Regions from separate parts of the Mus musculus genome. Here regions 1, 2, 4, 5 and 6 are each linked to region 3. Evidence: chromatin contacts called from public Micro-C, promoter capture Hi-C and targeted proximity ligation data. All regions are on one chromosome and are shown on one strand. The core of a region is the stretch at or near the end of the contact, and the rest is flanking DNA. Distances in the headings are between cores, read along the strand shown. Region 1 holds the start of Dock8 (dedicator of cytokinesis 8). Region 2 holds the start of Foxd4 (forkhead box D4). Region 3 holds the start of Smarca2 (SWI/SNF related, matrix associated, actin dependent regulator of chromatin, subfamily a, member 2). Region 4 holds the start of Kank1 (KN motif and ankyrin repeat domains 1). Region 5 holds the start of Dmrt1 (doublesex and mab-3 related transcription factor 1). Region 6 holds the start of Cbwd1 (COBW domain containing 1).

Region 1 (2,700 bases), core at 144-2,643, 1.6 Mb before region 3:
TTGTGATCCTCTTTCTTGCCTCAGCTTTCTGAGTAGTGGAGATTACAGGTTTGGATTACAAGGAATAGTTGGCCTCGTTTATTAAAGTCGTGTTTTCTGTCGGTCTGTACTTAGAGTCTCTGTATTGTTATGTTGTACACATTGTCTTTTATGTTTAAAGGCATTGGTATGAGGGAGGGGGAGAGTTACCTAACCAGCTCTGAAGGTTTGCTCAACTACCTACCCAGAAGCAGAGGAAGAAGGCTGCCAAGAATAAATAGCATATGGTCGGCCAGTATTTTAGTATTAGGTTACAAATTAAGTTGTAGTGGACCAGTGTTGTTCAGTAAGAACTCAATGTGCCAGCAAATGTGAGCTAAGGAAGTAATTTTTACATCTTCTTAATGGGAGCCACATTTTAATACAGGGAAAAACAAACAGGTGAAATTATCTTTAATAATATGTTTCTTAACTTAACAGCTTCCAAAGGATTGTTTTTAACATGCAATCAATACAAAAATTAAGACATTTTGCCTTATTTTTTTTCTGTACTGTCTTGGAAACCCAGTGTGTATTTATTTTCCAACCCATCTCACTTTAGACTAACCAAAAATTCAAGTGGCCAACGGCCACATGTGGCTTGTGGCTTCCATATCTAGACTCTGCAGCTTTGAGCCAAAAATATAGCCCTTTCGTGTTTCCGAAGGCAAGTTGACAAGTGGAAACACACGGAGTTCATACAACACAACTTGGACCAAATATATTACTTGAAATAGGCACAGTCTTTTCCACGCTCATCCTTTGGGGATTATTTTTATTTTTATTTCTCCAGATTTCTCCTTTGTGGTCTGGTCAGGTTTCTCCATGTAAAACAGAACTCTGTTGAGATACCGGTCAATCTCAATGCTGTGTATTCCCTCAGGTTCTAAAATGAAAAGTCATATAGCTCCTAATATTTACTCGTGGGATGCAGCCATTATAATAAAGTGTCCCATGAATGACAGTGCGCCTTCGGCTGGGAAAAAGTCGACTGATGTCCTAAGAGGCTGCCTTAAAAAGAAATGTTCCCAGGAATGGCGTCAATCCACCGGGTGGCCCCTCCAGACCCCGCTGGCTGCTTCTGGATCCAGCGCTCACTGCCCCAGTCGCCCTCCGGCTCCGGCCGCCGGCGTTTCCGGCCAGCTCTCGCGGTCCGCGCTCCGCAGCCACCGTGCCCGTCGGTCCCGGGTCAGCGGCGGGGGAAACGCGCGCCTGCGGCCGGCGACTCTGAGTATCCGGAGCGCGGCTCGGCGCGGCGTCCACGCCCTCGCCAAGCGCTCGGTGCGTGCCAGGCCGGGCGGCGCCGCGGGCGGCGGAGGGAGCAGAGCCCTCCCCCCGGGAGCTGCGCGGCCAAGGTGGAAATGCGGAAGTTTCCGCGGCGCGGCTGACAGATGAGGCTGGCGCCGGGCGCGCCGGGCTCTGCAGCGGCTGTGCGTTCGGGTCCCGTCCCCCCGCAGCCCCGCGAGCCCCGAAGCCGTGGAACCGCGCGCGCGCGCCATGGCCACGCTGCCGAGCGCCGAGCGCCGCGCCTTCGCGCTCAAGATCAACAGGTAAGACGGCGCGGTTCCTGGCCAGTCCGCGGCGGGGCGCGCCGGTCCCCGTGGCGACTCATTCTCGTCCTCTTGTCACCCGCGCTGCTGTCCGGACCAGCGTCTTGCGCCACCTCCCCAACCCGGCGTGGCTCCCGCCGCCCTCGCTGTTCTGAGACAGGTGGCCCGACCCGGAGCGCGGGGTCGCGCGCCCGAACTTGGCTTAACAAATTGCGCCTTCCTTCCAGTCGGGAGACAGCGGAAAGAAGCTAAGTGGCTGAAAATCAGCCCTGCTTTGAAGCAGATCGGTCCGTGGTCCAGGGTTAGGGCTCTTTCAACCCCCTCTTTCCAAAAAACATCTTGGCTTTGGATGGCAGCGCTATTTTTATACCTTGGTCCAAAAGGAGCCAACCATGAAGTGGAAAAAATGATTTTAAAAAAATTCCTCCTTTAAATAAGCGAAAGGGAATGAGCTGTAGCTGACGTTTAAAGATTTCTAGCACTCTAGAAAAGTGAAGAACACAGGGATTTCCAATTTATAAACAGAGCTGCACACGCCACATCTCTGTGAGTTGACTACTCATAAAGTTCTCGGTAGACTCAAGCGGCGGCGTTTCCTCCACTGAAAACTGCTGACAAGTATTCAAGGGGGCATTTTTGCCTTGACCTGGGAAATCTAGACTGCCTGGCTAAAAGATAATGTGGAAGGGCAGCGCTCTGGAGGACTTCCAGGGTTGGTGTTTTTTTCTTGTTCTTGTTTGTTTGTTTTTGCATGTGGGACGCTGGCCCACAGTAATTCATCTTTGGGCTGCTAGTGAGTGAAGCTGGAGTCACTAGGAATCACCATCCTTGAATAGTGAGCGGTAAGGACCACAGAGGGCCAGTGGAGTTTCCCTGTGCAGTTGTGAGCAAGACCTTTCACTTCCTTCACTATTTCATCTGTCCAATTAGTTTAATTATTAATGTGGACTGTATACAAATGCTAAAGGGTAACTATATCATAATTCAGTCTTCCTATCGGAGCCTTTCCCCTCATCAGGCTGTCCTGGCTGCAGTGGGGCCGTAGGGGCATAGGAAGTTTTGATGGCTGTCATCATTGCCTTCCCCGCTTCTCCTCTCTTTGTCCCTGTCATGAGAAAGAAAAAAAGCCAGG
Region 2 (2,700 bases), core at 155-2,654, 1.7 Mb before region 3:
TGGCCTAACCGCACGCCTTTACCGGGAGCGCAGCTAATGGCACAGTGATGCTGTTCTTGCTGCAGCGGCAGCGGCGGTTGCGGCTGCTGAGGCAATATTGTCCGGGAACCTGCGGACATGTGAAACAAAGGGGAAGCGGCCTGGGGGTGCAGCAGGCACGGTGGATGTTGCAGCAGGTGGCAGTAGCTCCACGGAGCAAAGGACGGACTCTGCGCAGACCCAGTTCCTCCTCCTGTAACCCCCTGCATGATGCTCTCGATGGTGAACGAAGCGCACCCGCGTCCGGACCGAGTTCCAGAGCTCTGGTCTCTCTCCCAAGGCTGGGAACCCAGTACGGGCTGCAGCGCGGGAATGGCTAAGGGGGTGGCGGGGTCCGCGCCTTCCGCTTTTCTAGGGTTGTCGCCATAGGCCGGGGCCGCGAGCAGCAGGTAGCGCATGGGATGCGGATGCAGCGGGGCGCACGGGTGACTCCGAGGCGGGGCAGCGGGATGAGCTGCGAGGTTAGGCTGTGGTGGGGCAGAGTAGCGGAGCAGGAGGCTGGGCTGGGAGACGTGCAGGGTGGCGGGCACAGCGGGTGGAGGGAAAGGGCAGTGCGGGTGGCCTCCCGAGGGCGGGTGGTGGCGCTTGAAGCGCTTCCTGCGCCGGAGGAAGCTGCCGTTGTCGAACATGTCCTGGGAGGCGGGGTCCAGGCTCCAATAGTTGCCCTTGCCCGGGTGGCCCGGCTCGCGAGGGATCTTGACGAAGCAGTCGTTGAGCGACAGGTTGTGGCGGATGCTGTTCTGCCAGGCGGGGAACTTACGGCGGTAATAGGGGAAGCGGCCGCTGATGAAGGCGCAGATACCGCTGAGCGTCAGGCGCTTGTGCGGGCTCTGCAGGATGGCCATGGTGATGAGCGCGATGTAGGAGTACGGGGGTTTGGCGGGCTGCGGGCCGTCGGCTGTGGTGGTCGCCGGGGTCCGTGGTGCTCGGAACTTGCGGAGGAACCCGGAGGAGTTACTCAGATCGCCGCAGTCCCCCGCGCTCCTCCCTGCAAGAGTGCGGGCTCCGGGCCTCTGCAGGGATCGCTCCAGGCACTTATGGCTCTCCTCCTCGTCATCCTCTTCTTCCGTCTGATCTCCATCTTCCTCCTCTGCCAGCACGTCGATCTCCACCTCATCCTGGTCGGAACTTAGAGGACTGGGCGGTGGAGTGGAACGAAGGTGCCCAGCTCTTGCTGAGTTCATGGAGGATAGGAGGGAAGAGGGAGAGGAGGGGACGGACGTGGGGGCAGCTCACCTGGTTTGGGATGGGTGAGTTAGCAAGGATGAGTCTGCTGGGAAACTGGAGCGCTCCTAGGTTAGGCTTCCTTGTTCTTTTCTGCTTTTTCTTTCTAACACCCTTTGGCAAGGAGCACTTGGTGTTTTAAGTTTCTCTGAGAAGTGCGCAGCTATATATCCTTCTTTGCCGTTCCTCGGGCTGGAGCCACGTCCTCCTGACGCGGTCCAATGATGGGGGGTCCTTGGTCCCTCCTCTTCACAACCATCCACTACGGAGGATGGTTTAATCAGCCAAAGTGCTCTGACATTGTGCGGGCTCTGTTGATGTTTCTCTAAAGCTGCACAAATAAAAATCAAGAGGGAAAACATGATACACAACGACGATGTGGGACCACGTCGACATTTAGACCTTCCCAGTACTGACTTTGGCGAGTAATGAGATGTATCTCAAACAGAATGGCACACTGACTTAAAGCTATATGCCCCCATTCCAGAGAAATGGCTCCTTCCCTCCTCGTAAACTTCACCAAATAATCCCGTGACTCGATTTCCCTAAAAACTAAAGCATCCTAGCATAAACTGTGGAAGTTCAGTGTGGACTTTAAAAGGAAAAAAAAAAAAAGTATTTTCTTAGTCTCTTTTCCTCCAGCTTCTTTTACTATTTAGCCAGCGGAGCAAAGGTGCAAATTATTTTTTCACGTTCAGACAGGGATGCCTAGAAGAGGCTTCAGAAAGCAACACACTAGCACCACAGAGGCAACTGGTATCTTCATCTTCTTTTCCTTCGTTGTCTTTACCAACTACATTGATTTCACTACACAAATACTGTTTCCCCCAAAGTAATTTTATAAAGAAAGGAATGCCCTCACTATATGAGTGCATCTACCTGCTTGGCTTTGTCCCCTACCCCTCCCCCCAACCCGAACATCCATCCAGAAACACAAGTGCTTTACTGTGGTAATAACAATAAATCGAGGAAGGGCGGGGTTGCAGTGTCCCTGACACTAGATAGTCCAGAGGTCCATGGTAAGGCATCCACACTGCAGAGCAGGACAGGGACCCCAGGACTTGCTTGAAGGCTTTGGAGTACCTAAGCTTTTAGATTGGTTTCATGTGAGTTAGCCCAGCAGCTAAAGTAACAATATGGTAGAGTATGTCTGTTACATAAATAGGGATTGCATAGCAAAATACAAAGTACATATTGGGGGAATTGGGAAGGTGAAATCTAAAAAGATGCACTAGGAAAGGATGAAAGTTGTGCCACCTTCAACGTTTATGTTTGTGATTGTGACCTTTATTGAGAAATCAGAAACTGACTACCAAAAATAGCTCATCGCCTTTGGGATTAAAGTAGTTTAAAGAAGTTAGCATCTTTTGGAGAGCAGCTCCCTTGCCAGCCTTTGAGTTAAGCTGCATTGCTCTGTGGAGGGTTTTACCCTCCAAG
Region 3 (2,700 bases), core at 145-2,644:
CGCCATTACATTGCAAAATAAGGAATAGATCATACTTTTTCATAACATGACCACATAGGAGCAGTTTTAATTTTAAGAGTCAAGCACCTACATTAATCTGAGTCTAATATAATAGGCCTCTGATTTAAAATCTCCTAACATTCTTTCACACTTCATAAAACTAAAAATAAAACCGCCTCACCAAATAGTGACCTAGGGTCCGGCAGACATACTGTATTTCAAGGAAAACTGAAACACTAGCTCTCCAAACCACTACGTGCAGGCAAATTGCAGTTTGTAGCCTTAATTGGTCTTAAATGTGGGGTGGAAGAGAGAGGAGACTTCGGTCTGTAGAGATTGAGATTTATTTCCCTTTTTAAATCAAAAGCAGATCCCATGGTTCAGCTGCCCCCTGACTCTCCCGCCCTACCCTCGCGGGTCGTTCTCTCCTCCCACATTTTTATGTATATTTTATTCGAAGACGACAGGTGAGGGGAGGTGAAAGTGCTTCGTGCCTTTCCGAAGTAAACAGAGGGGTTAGGAGGGTTTATCTGGGTTTATTTATTTACTAGGCGGCCGGCCTCTCAGCTGTTTCTCTTCTCTGGCATTTGGAAGCTTGCAGTCCTTTAGGGATGAGACAGATTTGGCAAGCTCGCTCTTTGTGCCGCCTCCCTTTTCACTGGGGGCTGGGGATGGGTGGGAAGAACGCAAATTTATGACAGCCTTGAGAGAAACGGGGAGGAGGCGGGGGTCGAAAAAGTTTCAGCTCGTATGATAATGCCCATTCCCTCCCACCCCCGCGGCCAACACTGCCACAAACAGCTTTGGTGCCACCCGGAGCCCTGCCCCCGCCGTCCCCTCCCTTTCTCTCTGCAGGCTCGAGCTGGCAGGCGCAGGCACACTTAAATTCCAGCACGGTCTCCACATTCCCCAGAACTACTACGCTCGATTACTACGGCTGCCCTCCCCTTCGCTTCGGGGGGTTCCCCCAGTCTCCTCGGAGAAGCTCGGAAGGCTACTGCCAGCTAAAGGATGTGCGGCTCCCGAGTCCAGCAGGGCTGCGGGCTGGTTGCTTGTCCTGCGCAGTTTCTCTGCTCCAGGCACAAACACGGCGGAGAGCCGGCGCCTCGCAGACACACACAGATCCACGCATACAGTAGAGCTGTCTAGATCCACATTCTTGCACACCGCCCCCTGCTCCCCCCGCGCGCTCCCGGAGTCGCTGAGCAGGGCGAGTGACAGGAGCGTCCCACCAACCCGCGCCGGGCCGGGCAGGGAGGAGCGGCTCGCGGGGCCAACTGCGGCGCGTCTTCCGGCGCCCGTGGAGGCGGCGAGGGTGGGACGCGGGGCGGAGCCCGAGTTTAGGAAGAGGAGGGGACGGCTGTCATCAATGAAGTCATATTCATAATCTAGTCCTCGCTCCCTCTGTTTCTGTACTCTGGGTGACTCAGAGAGGGAAGATTCAGCCAGCACACTGCTCGCGAGCAAGGTAAATATAACTTACAACTCCTTTCTCTTCTCTCCACGGCTCCGGCCTTACAGCAGCCGCAGCGGCCGCCGAACCCCTTGGGCACCGCGCCGCCTTCGCCCCGGATTATGCATCCTTATCCTAATCATTATTTATTGTGCATGCTGGAAGACCAAAACAAACAGGCGGGCCAACCGCTACAACAACAAAAAAGCCCGCCTCTTCCCCGCGGGCCTCAGGTGGAATGCTCTAACCACAGCTCCCGGGTGGCGATAAAAGAAACAAAGTTTCAACCGAACCTCGCCGTTCTAATAATAACAGTAATAATTACTACTTCGAGGGGGCAAGGAGAAGAAATCCCAACATGTCACAGCCTTGACCCTGGGCAGGTTGACAGTGATGCGCTGCCAACTCAGGGTTGCAACACACTCTCCGCCAGGTTGCATCCCCCCCCCCCTCCTATCCCCTAAAAAGCAGAGGTGGGGAGGGCTAGTGGCAAGAGGAGAGGGGGATTTGGGAACTCCGGGCCGGGGGGCGGAGGGGTTGGGAGGCGGGGGACTGGAAACGCGACAGTTCACCCCGAGCCATCCTCCCCGTTAGAGTTGGAAGGGAACAGGAAAGGAGGGAAGGAGGGTGAGGAGCCCGGGCTGGCGGCAGGGCGCCAACCAACACGGCTGCTATTCGCCTCCCGGGGACTTGTTTAAAGGGCTCCGGCTGCGGGGACGAGAGCAGATCTTGGCGGTAGTAGTCTGGGATGGCGCACTGAGCGGGCGGCGGCCACTACCACAGGGTTGGTGCCTTGGGGCTCCGAGGTGTCACCTCCACTCCCGGGGTTCCCTAGGGCAGGGAAGGGAATGTTGATTGGTGACAGGCCTTTAGGTGAAAGGGTTGGCCCCGGGGGCTATGGCCGTGGCGCCGCGGACCCTCTTGTCTGGTACCTAGAGGCAGCGCGGGCTAGGATGTTGAAGTTCGGGGTGTCCAGCCCGGGTCTCATTACAGAGGGTGGAAGGAAGCCCCAAGGAAAGAGGTCCGAGGTGTCCACTAGGCTCTGTTAGCCTCCCCTCCCCTCTCTGGGTTTGTTTTCTTTTGCTTGGTGTCTTTCCTTGGCAAGCGCCGAGGAAGCTGCAGACGCGGGGCGCCTGGGATGGTCTGAGTGTCAGGGGCGCACAGGGACCCGGGAGAGCCACGGCGGCTGAGGGCTGGGGAGGCCATGATCCGGATAATCCTCTCTGCCTGACTGTCACAACAGGACC
Region 4 (2,700 bases), core at 113-2,612, 1.4 Mb before region 3:
AACCCATGTAGAAACTGAGGTTCCCAGGAGGAGACCTTTTGCTCTGTTACCCATTGCCTTTTGCTTGTTCTAACAGTCTGGTCTAGGAGAAGGGGTGCTGTGTGTGTGTGTGTGTGTGTGTGTGTGTGTGTGTGTGTGTGTGTGTGTGTGGTGGAGTGGGCACGAAACAATCGAGACGATCAGAACCTTCAAATCTGTCTTTATGGTTGTTTTAGCAATACCCATTTTTCATATAGCTCAGCCTGGCCTGGAACTTGCTATTTAGCAAAGGATCCTCCTCGCTCCAGATTTTTTCTTCTTCTTCTTCTTCTTCTTCTTCTTCTTCTTCTTCTTCTTCTTCTTCTTCTTCTTCTTCTTCTTCTTCTTCTTCTTCTTCTTCTTCTTCCTCCTCCTCCTCCTCCTCCTCCTCTTCCTCCTCCTCTTCTCCCCACCCCCTTTCTTCTCTTTTTGGTTTTCTGTGTAGCCCTGGCTGTCTGGAACTCACTCTGTAAACCAGGCTGGCCTGGAACTCAGAGATCCGCCTGCCTCTGCCTCTCAAGTGCTGGGACCAAAGGCATGCAGCATCACTGCCCGGCTTCCAGGCTTCTGTTATGTTCCCCAGCAGTTATGTTGTTTTTGATCACTGGACTCTCTGTCTTTGGCCATCTTCTTGAAAGAGGACTTGTGCCTCAGTTCCCAACTCATCTCTTGTGGATCTACTGCCCTTTCTTCTGATGAAGCTTTTAGGGACAAGTGACTTCTTTCTTGTGCTCCACACCCTGTAGCCAGGCCTTGTCAGTTTGGACTCCAGACTCCTCACTCTGCTAGGAGTGCTGGAAGGAATGAATCTAGGTCCCTGCGGCTTGCTAGTTGGCTGGAACTTTCCATCGGCTCCAGAGCGGACTTGAAACCTCGAGTCTCCTACTCCATTCAGGTTCCCAAGCCAACGTCTTAACGGCGCCCGGTAACAGGCGCTATTAGGGTGCTACTCTGCTCCTGGCGCGCCCAGCTCCCAAGGTCGAAAACTTGCTCGCACCGAACCCCCTCCAGGGCGAATGGGAGGGTCGCTCGGGCGGGTAGGAACCAGTGGTGTGGAGGTGCGCCTAGGAGAGTCGCGGCGGCGCGCAGGCGCACTGGGCTCTCCACGGCCGGCTCTCGGGTACAAAGAGCGCGCGGTGCCTTGCGGACTTCTCGGTTAGAGCTGCAGCCGGTTTGTGTCCCTGCACTCGGTGGCTCCCGGCAGCCGCAAGTTACTCTTGCACGGCCACTGCAGGATTCTGCTCCGCGATCTAGTGTAACTGGGGTTTGAGTCTGGCGCTGCCCGAGGCCCCGCCCAGCGCTTCTCGGTCCCTCCCCGCGAGCCGCCCGCCCTGTGCCAGCTCCAGATTCGCGGCGCTGGAGGTGAGTAGTGGCAACGCTGCGCTCCTGTCCCCTGCAGGGACGATCTGGGGCGCCTGAACTCCGACTCTACCCTGAGCCAACAGGGTGCCCAGCCTCACACTCTTGGCGCGTGCTGGAGCGCACGGCGACACTGGCCCTGAGATTGCCCTGGGAAGGTCCGTGGGGTTGCCTTGGCTAGCAGTCGCCTGGGATCACCGCTGGCGCTCGAGGGGGCGGCGCCTCCCGACCTGGAGTGGGGCGCGCTGGTCCTTTGATACTAAGCCGTCCTTTCGGAGCCGGAGTGCAGTGCAGTGCAGTGCAGCGCCCTTTTCCGAGGCGTCCCAGGGTAAGATTGGTGTACCCTCTGGCAGTAGGAAGCGGCGATTAGTGCTCCTTTATCCCGGTCCCGGAGCGGCAGGTGGCCCTAGCTGGTGTTGCAGGGTCTGGGCGTGGGGGAGGGGTGGGTGCGGCCTTTAGGGGCCGCCCTAAGCTCCGGGACCTGCTTGAGTTCCTGAGGACCTGCAGTGTCAGGTCCAGCAGGACGGGTGGCAGCGTCCCGGGGCACACTTGGTCGCGCAGGTACGTGGGAAACCCCGCGCTCGGGAGCCGCGGAGCTGGTGAGTCTCATCCCCCCTCACCAGGTCCCTTTGCAACTTTCAAAGGCAACTTTTCGCGGGCGGTCCGGCCTGAGCTGACTCCGCGCGGCTGACCCGGCGCAGGCCTCGTTGTTCGCGTTGGCAATGTTCTGTGGCGTCCCCCAGCGCTTGTTTTCTGCACTTCTCTCCCGAGGTGCCTCTCCGTTCGTCTAATTAAAGTATGGAATCAGACCGAGAGCCCAAGACTAATCAGGAATGCCAATCCCCCGGATCAGTGACCTTGGTTGTCACCTGGGCTACTTGGGAACCAAAGCCTCCTTGCGTTAATTGCGAGTTTGTTAGAGTTGGCTTTTATGCGGTACTTAGTTATCTTGTTTCTCATTTCGTGCATCGCTCTCCAGTAAGTTGTTGGGCTCTTCAATGTTTAATCTATTTAAGTTTTATTTTAAAAGTTGGATGTAATACACATCAATATACTTTAAAATTCATGAGTCATTGGCTTTTCATATAATAATAAAATTATGCCATCAACAACGCTCCCACCTCTCCACAAAAACCATCTCCGGGACCGAGCGGCTGCTGTTTCTGTCTCTTCCCTCGGGTAAGAGGGATAGATAGATAGTGAGAAGACACGTAATCAACCTTCGGTTGTTTTACAGCTAAATTTTGGGAAAGTGCTGAGCAGGGCGGCTGCGGGAAAGTGTGTCAGTTGATTGGGGAGATTAAAAAGGGTGAGGATGGAGGA
Region 5 (2,700 bases), core at 71-2,570, 1.1 Mb before region 3:
TAGACATTCTGATTTAGTGATTTATTGGGGAGTGCAGACTTTGAGAGACACAGGAATCTGGACATTGGTTGAGCTGATCTTGAGGGCATTTGCTCCCCCAAGTGAAGCCAGAGGACAGAGGACACTGGCAGAGAGCAGGTGGGAAACCTAGGAAAGGCTCCAGAGTGATGGAGCAGGGGATGGGGGTTGGGTTGTGACGTTCATTTCCATACAATAAAATAGATCTTAGCATGGAATGAGTTTTGAGTAATGTTTCCATCTGCATGATCCCTCTCCCAGATTCACATTTTGTTTGTTTTTAATTTTGGGTGCTGGATCTCTCTACTTAGCCCAGGCTGACCGCAAACTTAGGGTCCTTTAGCCTCTACCACAGTGAGGGAATTACAAATTCTGTCACGCTGCTTGGCACCAGTTCAGTTTCTCTCTCTCTCTCTCTCTCTCTCTCTCTCTCTCTCTCTCTCTCTCTCTCTCTCTCTCTCTTCCATTTTAAAAATCTATTTACTTATGTATTCCAAGACAGGGTCTTTATAACTCTAAACGGCCAGGAACTCATTACGTGGCCATAGACTGGCCTTGAGCTCACGGTGGATTTTCTGCTTCAGCCTTCCAGGTGCTGAGATGACAGTATGCCTAGTCACATTTAGTTTTGAAATGCCCGAGATCCACACGCCTGCAGAGTCCTTAAAGGAAGTTGCATCAGAGGCAAAAGCTATCTACTACAGCAAACGGCAAAGCAGGCTAGAGGGGAACCACCTAATGTCACATTGATCTATCTGGAGCCAGGTGGTAGAAATCCTGAGAGCAAATAAACAGGGCTGTGGGAGGCAGAAAGCCCAGGCCTTCAACTTTTGGGGCGCGTGAGCCCCACGAACTGCAAAAACACAAGACTCCGGCTTTTCTTGGATGTTCAATCTGTCTCACTCTTATAATAAGAGGGTGGGAGTGGGGGTGGGGGGAAGAAAATTGCTGCCAGTCTCTGTTAGCCAAGAGGCCTCTATGGGCGTTAGGGGTGAGGGAAGGGAGCTAGTCGACCACACAGGGTGGTCTGCACCTCCTCCAAGCAACCATTGGCGCTCAGCTCAATTCCTTGGAGCTGGGCGCGCAGAGAGAGTTCCTCGTGCTGGTGCGCTGCACACGGCTGAGGTTTGTAGCAATTTTGCAGCTGGTGCAAGCTTGCACTCAGCAGAAGCGCAGTGGATGGAGTTGGGGGACAGTGGGCGTGGCCACGCCGCGTAGCGCCCTCTCCCGCCCACGCAATCCTCGGAAGGTTCTGAAAAGTATCCAAAAGTCCTGGGCTAGGCGCGCCAAAAGGGGAAAAAAAGAAAAAAGAAAAAAGAAAAGAGGTACAACCCCCCACCCACTCCCCGAGCTCTTCATTTAGACTACAGGTCCAGCTGCGGTGCACCCGCCTCCTGCGCGCCTTCTAGGCAGCCGGCTGGGTGGATCCGGGAGCGGGAGACGAAGCTCCATGCCGAACGACGACACATTCGGCAAGCCCTCTACCCCGACGGAGGTTCCTCACGCTCCCGGGGCCCCGCCGCAGGGCAAAGCCGGAGGTTACAGCAAAGCTGCCGGGGCGATGGCTGGAGCGGCTGGAGGCTCGGGCGCGGGGGGCAGCGGAGGTGCCTCGGGCTCCGGGCCGTCGGGCCTGGGTTCTGGAAGCAAGAAGTCCCCGAGGCTGCCCAAATGCGCTCGCTGCAGGAACCACGGCTACGCGTCGCCGCTCAAGGGCCACAAGCGCTTCTGCATGTGGCGGGATTGCCAGTGCAAGAAGTGCAGCCTGATTGCGGAGCGACAGCGGGTGATGGCCGCGCAGGTGAGTCCGGGCTCCCGGGGAAGCCTGCAAGATGCGGGGGTGGGGGAGCATCGACGGACGCCGGCTTGGGCGAGCCGCGGTCCAGACGCCGGGGTCGGGGTCGGGGTGGGGGTGGGGCGGCGATGGAGGGTTGCGGGTTCCGTCTGCTTGAATCCCGCGGATTTGCGGCGCGGGGTGGGGTGGGGGTGGGGTTGTTCCGAGCAATGAAGTGGGATTCGGGCTGCACACGTGCACCCTCGCCATCGGTAGACGAGTGGCTCAGTATTTAACTCTGCACGGGGTTCTCTTCATTCTGACCTCGTCTTCCAGCTGAATTTCGGGGTTCGCCACGCACTTGGGCCCCCATAGTCTCCAAGGGCGCTCTGCGAACGGAGTCGCGAGATTCCCTGAATCAGAAAACCCCGGGACCAGGAATGTTTGGGCGTCGGTGGGGGTGTCCCGAGATTCAAACTTTGCTGGCAGACTGGAGGGGTTTGCTCCACTGGGAGAGCTGCCATGATTTTAAACTACTTCCCTAGCTGAAAATTGAGGGGTTCGCTCCTCCGGGAAGAATCTCCATAGCCCCGAACCTCTCGTTACACAGACATTGAGTTGCGGGGATTCAGGCCCTTAGGGTCCCTGGCTTCATGGGCCAGGTTTCACCCAGGTGGCGCGGGAAGGTGCTGCTCCTGGGCCTTTCTGGAAAAGTCCTCGGGATGGGCGGGAGCACAGCGTGTTCGCGCATCAGTTGGCGCACTTTCCGGGTTCGCCCCGCGGACCCGGGCAAGCGTCTCAGCCATTTTGAAAATGCTAGCATTTACAAATTTGTAGTCGCGACCTAAGTTATCGAAGTTCAATTATGCTTAAGTGTTTTTTTTTTTTTTTTTTTAATACAGGTGTAGGGA
Region 6 (2,700 bases), core at 113-2,612, 1.6 Mb before region 3:
ACAGGAGGCCAGCTGTCCCCTAGGTTCAGTCAGGAACAAGGAGGTTGGTGGAGTTAGTCCTGATCTCAGAGCTTCAGGCCATTACCTGTATTGTCCCTTTCATCTATCAGTAAGCCAAATGCAGAAAGGCCAAGGGCCAACTCTGAAGTATGTTCTTTGGACCAGGAAATTTGCTCTGATTCTATAGAATAGCATCTGAATCCAAAACGTTATTCCTTTATAAAAATGAAGCCCAAGTAAAATCTAGAATATCCTTGGTCTGACTCTAGAAGGGGAAAAACAAACAAACAAACAAACAAACAAACAAAACCTGGTGGTGTGGAGACAACAGTGATTTCTTTGTTGTATCTAAAGGGTGCACCGAGATTCAACTTGTCTGTTGCAACACACAGGAATGAGAGTACCACTTGATTCATATTTTTTCCACAATTTTTATTTGTCCACATTTTCAGCCACTTACTTGTTGTTGCTGTTAACTGTAATGCTTTAAAAGGATATCTAGACATTTCCAACAAAAAATAAGCACGTGGACTGATCTTCAGAAAACTGCACCGTGTTTCACAAATCTGTGTTTTCCAAGGACCACACCCCCGAGGTGCACCCTCAAGACCCCCAGCTTAGGAAAGTTCCCAAAACAAAGGTCTTACTCTAAATCAATCTCTTAACAGTGCTTTCCAAGCGGACCTCAAAAGGGGAGGGCACAGTTTAGGACTTGTCACTAATGGCTGGAAGAGTTTGGTTCCTGTGAAATGGAATCCACTAAGCAAGGTGTCAGGCAATCTACAGTCGGCATCTTTGTTTTCTTTTTCTTTCTTTTTTTTTTTTTTTCCTTGACCAGGGCATCCTTTAATAACAATAGACCATTTGGCTTTGTTTTGCTTTGGTTTTTTGTTTTTCTGTTTTTTAATGAGAAAACTCAGATGACTTTATTATTTCTACTCTAAACTGAGGGGAGATGAGCTTCACAAATGAAAGACAACTTAATCAAGAGACCATAACATTAGGTGAGTCTGAGTTTCAAAACTACCTTTGAAAATGCTAGAAGAGAGGCCCCAGCCCCTACCTCGAAGATTCGTCCTCGGCCAGGAGGCCCGGGTGCCTGAGGAGACACGGCAGCCCCCCTTAATTACCTAAGTACCCGGTGACAATTGTGACTGGAATCTTAGTGATGAAGTCAAGATTTTCCTCTTCTTGGTTCTTGGTCTCAATGGGGACCAATTCAGGACAATCCTCCGCGTACTCTTCTTCCGCCTCCACAGTTTTCACAGCAGGTAACATGCCGCCAGCAGGACACCAGTGACTCCAGAACTAAAGAGCTGCCGCCAGTCGCGTTTCCGCGACAGGATTCAGTCGGCGCGGGGCTGATGATGTCACCACAACGCGTCGCGGAGCAGGCCTCTGAGGAACCAGCCCGCCCTCCAGCTACGCCACTATTCAAACTAGACACGCCTTCCCGGGGGAGGCACGCCCCTACGCAGAGATAGATACACCCCCACGCACAGTGGACACGCCCCTTATAGAGAGGGACACACCCCCCGGGTGTGAAGCACGCTCTAGGGGCGTGCCCTCTGCCCGTGGGCCAAACTGCACTTTGCTGTTAGGACGCTAGGAGCTCCCTTGCCTCGAAGCTGTAGTGGGCTCCAGCTGTTAGCCACTGTCTGTTGCTTGGGCTGAGGCAACACCTATTAGGCTTGGGCAGCTTCACCACAGGACAGACATTTTTCAAGTTGCCATTTTTTTTTTATTCTCATGAAGTCCATCTCTTTCATTCACAAGGAAAAGAGTAATTGTGAAGTCATGCTATATATTATAATTATTCTACAATGATAATTATGTATTATAGCTATCTCATCTTTTACAATGTAATAGTTTTATTTATTTTTCTTTCTCCTTTACTTGGACATAAGGTAAACTCAGATCAATAATTGTATTTATTGGTTCATAATATTCTCATTAGTCTCTGGACTCCTTTGTGTGTGTTTATAGTGGATTCCTTGATAGTACCCTAACCCAAAAACATTAAATTGCATCTCTTCTACCCCAGCCTAGAATACTAACTATAATCATGAATCTTCTTGGGAATACTGAACATTCCTTTATGTGTTTGTTATGGTTTGTCCTTATACACACGCACATAAATAACATTGACCATTGTTTGTTTTTCAATTTCATAAAAAAGAGTACCATTCAATGTATACTCTCTTGGGGTTTGCTGGATTTCCAGCTTCACTACTGAATTTCCTGTCAATTGTTTTCAGGTGTTGCTGTTTTGTTTCATTTTGAGACAGTCATACATTTTCCCAACAATGTAAGAGATCATATTGGTGTAATGTCAATATTAGCAGACATGAATTTTTTTCCCAATTAAATACAAAATAGTACCTCAATGTGATCATCAGTTGTATTTCTTTGGATTTGAACAAAACTGAGCATCTTTTTATGTGTTTTGACCATGTTTAATTTCAGGCTTTAAGAGGGGCTAGCAAGCATTGCTCTGTGGGCATCAGATCCCATTACAGATGGCTGTGAACGACCATATGGTTGCTGGGAATTGAACTCAGGACCTCTAGAAGAGCAGTCAGTGCTCTTAAATGCTGAGCTCTCTCTCCAGCCCCTCAAAATGAGGTTTTAATAAGTTATATACATTGGGTGTTCAATGTACTCTAAACACCCATCAACTGATAGACAAACAAAATGCCA

The links. Promoter capture Hi-C pulls out the DNA fragments that hold promoters and counts their contacts. Hi-C and Micro-C count contacts between places; a contact is called where the count stands out from the background.
Region 1: a contact with region 3 is called in a Micro-C map of embryonic stem cells, with 3 times the contacts expected there. A contact is called at or near these places in 1 of 39 promoter capture datasets (hippocampal neurons) and 2 of 484 Hi-C or Micro-C datasets (B cells and embryonic stem cells).
Region 2: a Micro-C map of embryonic stem cells shows a contact between it and region 3, with 13 times the contacts expected there. A contact is called at or near these places in 3 of 39 promoter capture datasets (embryonic stem cells and hippocampal neurons), 14 of 484 Hi-C or Micro-C datasets (embryonic stem cells and stem cell-derived epiblast-like cells) and 2 of 130 datasets of targeted methods (both in embryonic stem cells).
Region 4: a Micro-C map of embryonic stem cells shows a contact between it and region 3, with 5 times the contacts expected there. A contact is called at or near these places in 1 of 484 Hi-C or Micro-C datasets (embryonic stem cells) and 2 of 130 datasets of targeted methods (embryonic stem cells and pancreatic cancer cells).
Region 5: a promoter capture Hi-C map of embryonic stem cells shows a contact between it and region 3, with 7 times the contacts expected there. A contact is called at or near these places in 2 of 39 promoter capture datasets (embryonic stem cells and hippocampal neurons), 3 of 484 Hi-C or Micro-C datasets (all in embryonic stem cells), 1 of 130 datasets of targeted methods (embryonic stem cells) and 1 of 9 other capture datasets (embryonic stem cells).
Region 6: a contact with region 3 is called in a targeted proximity ligation map of astrocytes, with 5 times the contacts expected there. A contact is called at or near these places in 4 of 39 promoter capture datasets (the C10 cell line, hippocampal neurons, liver and 1 more), 1 of 484 Hi-C or Micro-C datasets (the G1E-ER4 cell line) and 1 of 130 datasets of targeted methods (astrocytes).

Annotation. Positions count from the first base shown.
Region 1 is chr19:24,998,136-25,000,835 of GRCm38.p6, forward strand. It overlaps Dock8 (dedicator of cytokinesis 8), which reads left to right and starts at 1,394. Exons shown (of 48, transcript NM_028785.3): 1 at 1,394-1,568. The coding sequence starts at 1,516.
Region 2 is chr19:24,899,612-24,902,311 of GRCm38.p6, forward strand. Foxd4 (forkhead box D4) reads right to left here and starts at 1,405. Exons shown (of 1, transcript NM_008022.3): 1 at 1-1,405. The coding sequence starts at 1,223.
Region 3 is chr19:26,603,766-26,606,465 of GRCm38.p6, forward strand. It overlaps Smarca2 (SWI/SNF related, matrix associated, actin dependent regulator of chromatin, subfamily a, member 2), which reads left to right and starts at 1,395. Exons shown (of 33, transcript NM_011416.2): 1 at 1,395-1,468. Gm52395 (a long non-coding RNA gene) reads right to left here. Exons shown (of 7, transcript XR_003952911.1): 1 at 2,386-2,700; 2 at 1,484-2,284.
Region 4 is chr19:25,235,613-25,238,312 of GRCm38.p6, forward strand. Kank1 (KN motif and ankyrin repeat domains 1) reads left to right here and starts at 1,363. Exons shown (of 14, transcript NM_181404.6): 1 at 1,363-1,705.
Region 5 is chr19:25,504,386-25,507,085 of GRCm38.p6, forward strand. It overlaps Dmrt1 (doublesex and mab-3 related transcription factor 1), which reads left to right and starts at 1,321. Exons shown (of 5, transcript NM_015826.5): 1 at 1,321-1,816. The coding sequence starts at 1,469.
Region 6 is chr19:24,960,254-24,962,953 of GRCm38.p6, forward strand. It overlaps Cbwd1 (COBW domain containing 1), which reads right to left and starts at 1,363. Exons shown (of 15, transcript NM_146097.3): 1 at 1,131-1,363. The coding sequence starts at 1,278.